Regions from separate parts of the Mus musculus genome. Here all the other regions are linked to region 2. Evidence: chromatin contacts called from public promoter capture Hi-C data. All regions are on one chromosome and are shown on one strand. The core of a region is the stretch at or near the end of the contact, and the rest is flanking DNA. Distances in the headings are between cores, read along the strand shown. Region 1 has its middle 32 kb from the start of Mir2136. Region 2 holds the start of Mrpl3 (mitochondrial ribosomal protein L3). Region 3 overlaps Col6a4 (collagen, type VI, alpha 4).

Region 1 (2,700 bases), core at 149-2,648, 600 kb after region 2:
CATGCTTTCTCTGGTCATTCTGGCTTCCATAGCTTGCTTTCTGAAGCTTCCCCACCTCCCCACCATCTAACTGCCAGTCTGACAGTCACCTCCATGCCAGCTTAGTTCAAATGGCAAGGCTTCCACGCCCGCTCTTCTCCATTTCCTTCCTCCTCCTGTCAGCAGCTGAGATGTACAGCTAGAGTTTCTAATGAAATCATTCTTGGACTTCCTTTTGAACCTATTCCTAAATTTTCCTATTAAAGAGACTTAGAACCCCCCCCCCAAAAAAAGGGACTCCAATCTCCCCTTTAACAGATGCAACTTTGATGAGACTCCCAAAACTTTCTGATAACACACTATTTCCAGAAGACTTTGGGGACTTGCCCAGTGTCGATGCTTTCTTCTGATTTTATCCCCTCAATTAAATTCTGAGTATCCCCCACCCATTTATCCTTTATAATTAAAAAAAAAACTGTGTTTAGAACATGATAATATATTATGAACCTTTACCTGAAAAAGATGGGATTACATAACTACTGAAAAAACTTGTAGATACAACAGGAGATTTGGGTTTAAGCAAAAGAACTTGTGGTTTAAACGTAACAAAGCCCAAAGTTCTGGATAGGGAGCAAGATAAAGAATCCCCAAGGGTAACTCTCCACCCTTGCCCACCTAAGAGTAATAACATTCACAGGAGTCCCCTCTATAATCCATAGAAACAGCTGGCTGAGTTACCCTATCAGCTCACTGAGAGAAGAAATCAGGATGTTTCTCCAGGAACACCATTGCATACATACTACCTATTGAGACTGAATGAAACTCTGAACTTCAGGCACCTCAAGGGTTAAGAAGGTCTTAATTGCCACCTCACTACAATTTCTGGGGGAAAACATTTTAAGGCATAGGGGACTTTTGAGTTCAAAGCAAATGATTTCAATAAAAATCTCTTGGGAGCCCATTGTATACAGTAGCTGGGAAAGGTTACACATCCTTCTCTAAATGGGCGTTTGGTTCCTCTTAGGACTATGAAAGATTTGGGAGTTACAGAGAGAGAGAGAGAGAGAGAGAGAGAGAGAGAGAGAGAGAGAGAGAGAGAGAGAGAGAGAGAGAGAGAGAGAGAGGCAGACAGACAGAGAGACACGGTGTCAGATAGATAGACAGGCAACTTTCCCTTCTGCTTTTCAAATTATGATTTGGGGGAGGGACAGTAAGGGGTACAAATGTTTCTGTTACAAAGCCCTACTACTTCTGGACTACTTCAAAGACTACTTCTGGAAGTTTCTGAGTCCAAACCAAATCCCATTTGAGTAATTCTGTCAAAGCTCAAGTCGTCTTTTTGACAAAGTTGATGGTGAGCACCATCTACTGGGCATTACCCAAAGTCTGCTTTAGGGATGTTTCCATGAAGGTTGGGGGAAAAAATCGGGATCCCTGTTACGCAATGGTCCTTTGGCATATTTAAGCAATATCCGGGACATCTGGCAGCTCTTGTGCTCATCCAGAAGTTCTTTCTTAGTTCTTCATATAGAGTTAAAGGTTTTTGAGAAATTAGATGGAGAATGAAGGCCCCAAGAACAGCTTTATTAAGCAGCTATAATTCAGGGGTAGACATCTTGCAGGCTGAGGAGTTTCTGCGCATCCTATCCCACTCTTCTTGTTTTCAACTGGCTGGAAAGGAAGGTCCAATCCCTAAGGGACAATTCTCAAAAAACTGCAACCCCAGAATCCTCATTCTTTGTTCTGTAAAATAGACTGATATTTTTTCCTAAAATATGTCCCTGCATTCGTTTCTTTTCTAGGGACAAAACGTGTGCATGCGTGTGTGTGAGAGAGACAGGGACAGAGAGAAACTAAAGTAGCTGGTTTTTAAACTCTTAATTCTGGTTGTAGCCTCGGGCTGAAAATGCCACACTTCTATGAGGTAAACAAAATGTCTGTCTCTGGGCTTTTCTTCCCTCAGTTAAGCAGATCCTGCCTGTGAGGTGTGGAGGATTTCACACAGTCACTGCTGTTTTCCTCATGAATCCTTTATGATGCTACTTAGTCTCTGGGGTGCGCTCTAAAGTCAAAAGAAAATCTGACTCACACTGAAAAGTTTTCAAATGAAACAATAGGGACAGAAGTATCCTATGTAGGGAGGAGGGAGGAGGGGAAAGGGAGGAGGGAGAAGAGAGAAGGGTGGGTGGGAGGAGGAAGAAGGAATTTTTTTATTTTTTAATTAGATATTTCCTTTATTTACATTTCAATTGCTATCCACTTTCATAGTTTCCTCTCTGAAAATCCCCTATCTCCTACTTCCCCCTGATCCTCAACCCACCCACTCCTGCTTCCTGGCTCTGGCATTCCCCTATACTGAGGCATAGGATCTTTGCAAGACCAAGGGCCTCTCCTCTCATTAATGGCTCGGGAATTTTTGCTAAGAGTAGGCCAGCAATATAGTGCAAAAGGCCTGCTTGAACACCTTGCCCATTTCCTAGAGGGACAACTTTGAACAGATCTAAATCTTAGAACCTTTCTTTTTCTGAAAAAAAAATGGGATAGTATCACCTCATCAAATGATATTTAAGTTACAAGATGGGGCAACCCACCCATCTCAAAAAATGTAACTCAGAGTTGCTCCTATCTAAAGGAAATGTAGAGACAAAAACTGGAGCAGAGACTAAAGGGAAGGCTACCCAGAGACCTCTCTACCTAGGAATCCATCCCATCTGCAGACGC
Region 2 (2,700 bases), core at 58-2,557:
ATCTTTCAAGGGATTCAGTTTACTTGTCAGCTGGGTTTTATTTTCATCGGAGACCAGTTGCTTAACAAAGGAGAGATTTTCTTCAGAAAGATGTTCATCCCACCAAGTACTACTCTTGCTGTGGAGATTTCTAACAAAGAACAAGATATTCTTTCTGGAAACAAAAACAATCAAGTCATTATTTCCATTTAATGTAGGGGAGGCCACAGTTAGATAATGCACTCACGGCCTCAGGGAATGGTGTGGTTTGTCCATTTTCCCTAACACTTCTTATAATAACACGGGGGCTTCTGCTTTAACCAAGAATGGTTACCCTGAAGGCTAAATTTATCTTTTCATTAACAATAAACAATCCTACCTAACTAATAAGAAACACATGAGTGACTACTAACCCACATGAATCTGTACTTGACAGTTTTCTAATGGAGTGGCATCGCCAATGTTAACAAACTACCAAATAAGCAGTTTTAAAAACAAAACTAAAAACCACAGAACACAACCCCTGTCCAGCAAATGCACTAAGAAGGAGATTAGCAGCTTGAGGCAAGGAAGGAAGGAAGTGTGTTTAATTTTTGCATACGGTGGGGGTGGATGAGAACCTAAATAAACCTCTGGGCAGTCTACTTTGGTTGGTAGTGAGGAAGTTCCAGCTTAGAATTACAAGTGATTTTCTACTCATTAGCTGAGTGACTTTGGACAACCTATTTCCCTTTAGTTTCAGTTTTATCTGAAAAACTTTCACGACAGTGGTCTGCTCACCGGACACAAGGCCTAATATAGGTTACAATACAAACACAACGTCTAGTCCAGCACTGGCTGGTTGGAAGACATTCTTGCTGCTGCTAATAGTCGCAGCTAACCCCTAATTCCTTGAACATTAAAACAAAACCCCACTACTCCTTCAAGGCTTTAGATTGAACGATGCTTTCTTAATTTTCTATGCTACCCCCTTGAACACATGGCCCCTTCCACTTCTAACCCTCTGCGGCAAAACCAAATCTCTGTTCAAGGACATAGTTGAGTGGGCGGCGCCCCCCGCCACCACCTCTTGCCCATACCCACCTTCTCTCTAAGCCGGGGTCAGCACCTAGGCCTCTGGCGCCACAGCCCAGCACCCGGGCGCCAGCCTGCGCCAGCAGCCTCCAACCCGGCATGGAAGTGGCCGGGCAGGGCTCGGCTCGCGACACCTCCCGCCGCGCCGCCGCGGAGCTTTCAGCAAGTCCCCAACCCAAACCCCAGGAGTTCGTAGTAGGCCTGGGACAGCAGTCACGCCGTTTGTCCGCCAATGCCCTCCGCGGAGGAAAAGCACAGCCGGGCCACTTCCGGTCCGTTTCTCAAAGCGGTCCGGGTAAAGACTCCATACCTGTAACTATGGTTCCGTATCCAAATGGCTCTACTTTGCCAATGGATTAGATGGTTGACTCTAGTGGTGGCAAAGAACGTTTGGGGCTTTAAACTTTAGGAGAATGTGACAAGAAAAGATAAAAATTTCTTTGTAAACTAAAGAAAGAGAAGTCACCTCCAATAATACTCACTGTGGGAAAACTCACTGTGCTAAGTAAGTCGCACTTTGGCAATTTTATATTGGTTAATCCCAAGACCAGCCCTTTAAAGAAGTTATTTCTATATTATAACTAAGGGAGCAAGTACTTAAAATTTATGTACATGCCAAAAACAGATGAACAGAGTTAACACTGAAATAGGACTGATGTATGCTAACAATAAAGTGGGGTCAAAACAAACAAAACAAACCAAAAACAACAAAACCGGACCACATGCAACTTTCGGGGCTGGAGCACAAACAGTCCCAGGCCGTTCTTCAACTCATCAAAGACCTTAAACCGGAATTGTCTAGAGAGGCAGCTCATAGAGTTGAGACCAGGTGCAATTGTTTCAGGAAAGAGTGTTACCATAAAGTTTCAGAATGATCGTGATACAGCTACAACAGTACTGTATCTTCTATGCCCCAGGTCGTCCTACCTTGTATGTGCTAGACATTCATTTCTCTACTCCAAAAACCCTATCTCAGTTACATCAGTGTTTTTGGAAAAGTAGAAACAGCAATTTGGCCTTTCAGCTTCCTCTTTAGAGAGAGAGAGAGAGAGAGAGAGAGAGAGAGAGAGAGAGAGAGAGAGAGAGAGAGAGAGCGCAAGCGAGCAAGGAAGAAAGGAAGAAAGAAAGAAAGAAAGAAAGAAAGAAAGAAAGAAAGAAAGAAAGAAAGAAAGGAAGGAAGGAAGGAAGGAAGGAAGGAAGGAAGGAAGGAAGGAAGGAAGGAAGGAAGGAAGGAAGGAAGAAAGAAAATTAAAGACCTGGGTAACCTGCTTTAGAAAGTTTAGAGAGTTATTGCTTAGACGTGAGGGCTCAAAATCGTTGCCTGTTCTTCCACTAAGTGCTGTTGTGGGTACCTTGACAGCTTCTCAGTAATATTTTGAGACTCAGAGAAAAGAATGCATCACTCTGTCCTTGCTACCTGACTTCACAGATACTTAAGATAGGCATATTCATTGAGCCTTGACATCTACTATGCATGAGAATAAGAGAAAACAAAACCTACTATCACCAATATCTAGTGTTTTGTATGTCTATAGTATACAATAGTCTGTGTTCAGTATTGTATGTGTCCATCAGTCAATGGTATCCAGGAGGTCACTAAACTTGTAGGAAGGCCAGTTTAAGTAGCTCAATGCAACAAGAAGGACT
Region 3 (2,700 bases), core at 110-2,609, 990 kb before region 2:
TGGCCGAATCCCCATAGGAGGTGGGGCAAAGCCACAGGGTTCCCATCTTCCATGGACTCAGGAGCCCTGAATGCCAACCTCCCCTTACTGCCTAATCCTTGAGTTCTTGTCTTTACCATTTCTTTTTCCTACACAAGTTCCCACCCCCTTGTTACTGCATGCTAGTAATGGTTTTAAAGTGACCTTAAGCCTATTCAGTCTTTAGGTTCTTGCCTAAAATGAAAGCCTCAACTCAGGGAGGTCTCGACTCTTCTCTGCTGTGAGTTTCCTGGCATGCTGTGCTGATCTCAAAGTCATTATGCAGCTGGCTCGCTTTCCATCATAGCCGGAGCTGACTGGTGCAAATTGGGTGGTAGACAGTTGTAAAGATGAGATGTCTGTCTAGTTCTGAAGACTGGAGCCACCACAGTGGAAGACATTAGAGAGAGCAAAGAGACTTGTCAGCTTGACGGATGCTAATGTCTCCGAAGCCAGTTTTAGATTTTCATGTCTCAGACATTAAAATGCACGATTCTGAAACATGCCTAAGATAATGAGTGTCCCAGTCCTCATATCTCATGGTTCCCAATTTCTGGGCATGCGATCTGGATAGCAAATATCTGCAACTGGAGGGGAACCTTGACTTTGAATTCCTATTTTGGATCCTTTGATAAAACCACAGGGCTTAGATTGTGGCTAGCTAGAATCCATGTTATGTATATCCAGGTCCTGAGTGGAATTCAGCTTGGGACAAGGTCATTTCTATGTCACTGTGTGGGAAAGCGGTTTCACCCAGTCATTAGTTATGGTTGTATTATACAAATAGCATTGGGTTGTTTCCCCTCAGTAGGTTAAGGTCAGAGAGCCATGTGAATGGCTGCTCCCTGGGACTGAGCTAAGCACACATAGCGGAATCCACCCTTAGCAGCTCCTAGGCCTCAGGATCCTCATTTGGAAGATGGGTAGATGAACCATCTGGTTTCTGTGAGTCATTGGTTGTCATGGTAAGAAATGTCATGAAGACAGCAGAGCCATAGAATGCTCATGGCTTGCTGCTAGAAAGGAATCCAGGCTTCTGAACACACTGTTCAGTGTGGTGGCCATCACAGCACCACAACTGTAGTGAGAGCCTCAGGGCCACAGCTTCCAAAGGCCTCCATCCTTGACTTTAGCCTGTTAGCCTTGACTCCATTCTTGTGTGTGGAACAGAAATTGTAACTGTTTCAGATTGTGCCCTGTATGATTGAATTTTGTGTCTCTTGTGGTTTCTTTTCTTATGCTGGGCTCAAAGAAGGGTGTTAGTGAATATCCTTTGAATAGACTTAGATGATAGTAAATTACTCCTTTACATAAGCCATGCTTGATTAGATTCTGCCAGCGATTAGAAGATAGACCGCTAGGGGGCAGTATTTCCTTGCTATTATTTCCGAGAGGCCCTGGGATCAGTGTCACAGTTAAGTCTGGAAAATTCCTCCGAAATAGTGTTTCCAACAAAGCAGAGAAATTGTATTACATACCTAGTGTGGGAAGGAGTGGAGAACCAATTGTGCAGGTCAGGAGTGGAAAAGCAATCTCAGACACACACACACACACACACACACACACACACACACACACACACAGAGAGAGAGAGAGAGAGAGAGAGAGAGAGAGTGAGAGAGAGAGAGAGAGAGAGAGAGAGAGATAAGAGAGACAGAGAGAAATTCCAATGCCTGTGAGTTGATATCTTCCTTAAAGCTGATCAGGGGACAATAGAAAGACTTAGCTCCAATTATTATTATTGTAGTGATTTTAAAAATAACTAAAAATTAGACTGGGACTGCGGCTCAGTTGGTAGAGTACTTGTCTAGCAATGTACAAACCCCACCATGTATAAGCTGGGCATGGTGGTACACATCTGTAAGGCCAGCACTTGGGAGGTAAAAGGCTGGAGGACTGGAAGCTGAAACTCACCCTTGGCCCCATAGTGAGTTCTAGGTCACTCAGGCTGTATACATGAGACCCTGTCTCAGAAAAGGTCAGAGATGAAATAGTCAGCATTTAATAATCAAAGATGACTCTTATACACGCTTGCTTTCACATGGTGTAGTCGTGTTGGGCAGTGAAACATAACAAGGAGAACTATTTCTGTTGGTGGTTTGATAGTCTTACTATGTAGCCCAGGCTAGCCTCAACTCATTGCCTATCTTCCTGCACCGGTCTTCTAAGTTCTGGAATTACAGGCATGAGCCACCATGCTTGGTTTTCTACATATTTTCCACCCCCCTCCTTTTCCCATCCCCACCCTTTTCTTTCTGCTGGGAATTAAAACTGGGAGCTTTTGATGTCAGGCAAGTACTCCACCCGTGAGCTAGGCCATCAGTCGGAACACTGTTTCTTTATATGGAAAACATCCCTGTCGCAGTGGTAAGTGGAAAGCTCAGGTTTGCATGAGTGTATTCCACCTGAGACTGAATTTGTATGGAAAAAAACTCCCTTTCTATAACACAGAACATATGCATTGCTTTCCCTTGCCTTCTGAGTTACTGACATGGCTCATGAAAGATTCACAGTGCTTCTTATTTTGCAAAATTCTAGATCTACAGGGAAAAAAATATAGTTATAGGAATGAATTGTAACCATCACCATATCTGCTTTCGGTCCATCTGTGTGAGTGAGTGTGCACATGTGTATGGGCGTGTGTATGGGCGTGTGTATGGGCGTGTGTATGGGCATGTGTCT

What was found. Promoter capture Hi-C pulls out the DNA fragments that hold promoters and counts their contacts.
Region 1: a contact with region 2 is called in a promoter capture Hi-C map of hippocampal neurons, with 9 times the contacts expected there. The contact joins the enhancer-like site here to the promoter of Mrpl3 in region 2. A contact is called at or near these places in 9 of 39 promoter capture datasets (the 3T3-L1 cell line, the C10 cell line, embryonic stem cells and 3 more) and 1 of 115 datasets of contacts at active chromatin or transcription factors (astrocytes).
Region 3: a promoter capture Hi-C map of hippocampal neurons shows a contact between it and region 2, with 2.8 times the contacts expected there. The contact joins the enhancer-like site here to the promoter of Mrpl3 in region 2. A contact is called at or near these places in 3 of 39 promoter capture datasets (the 3T3-L1 cell line, hippocampal neurons and stem cell-derived epiblast-like cells) and 1 of 115 datasets of contacts at active chromatin or transcription factors (astrocytes).

Annotation. Positions count from the first base shown.
Region 1 is chr9:104,456,504-104,459,203 of GRCm38.p6, reverse strand. No RefSeq gene overlaps it. Among named protein-coding and RNA genes, the nearest start is that of Mir2136, 32 kb to the right of the region's middle. Within about 2 kb of position 1,398, at least 4 of the 459 cell types and tissues checked have an H3K27ac peak or open chromatin away from gene starts, as enhancers often do. A contact at or near this core is called in hippocampal neurons, where this site is marked.
Region 2 is chr9:105,051,875-105,054,574 of GRCm38.p6, reverse strand. It overlaps Mrpl3 (mitochondrial ribosomal protein L3), which reads right to left and starts at 1,307. Exons shown (of 10, transcript NM_053159.4): 1 at 1,063-1,307; 2 at 1-154. The coding sequence starts at 1,154.
Region 3 is chr9:106,037,765-106,040,464 of GRCm38.p6, reverse strand. The region is part of intron 19 of Col6a4 (collagen, type VI, alpha 4); the gene reads left to right. Among named protein-coding and RNA genes, the nearest start is that of Col6a4, 58 kb to the left of the region's middle. Within about 2 kb of position 1,359, at least 20 of the 459 cell types and tissues checked have an H3K27ac peak or open chromatin away from gene starts, as enhancers often do. A contact at or near this core is called in hippocampal neurons, where this site is marked.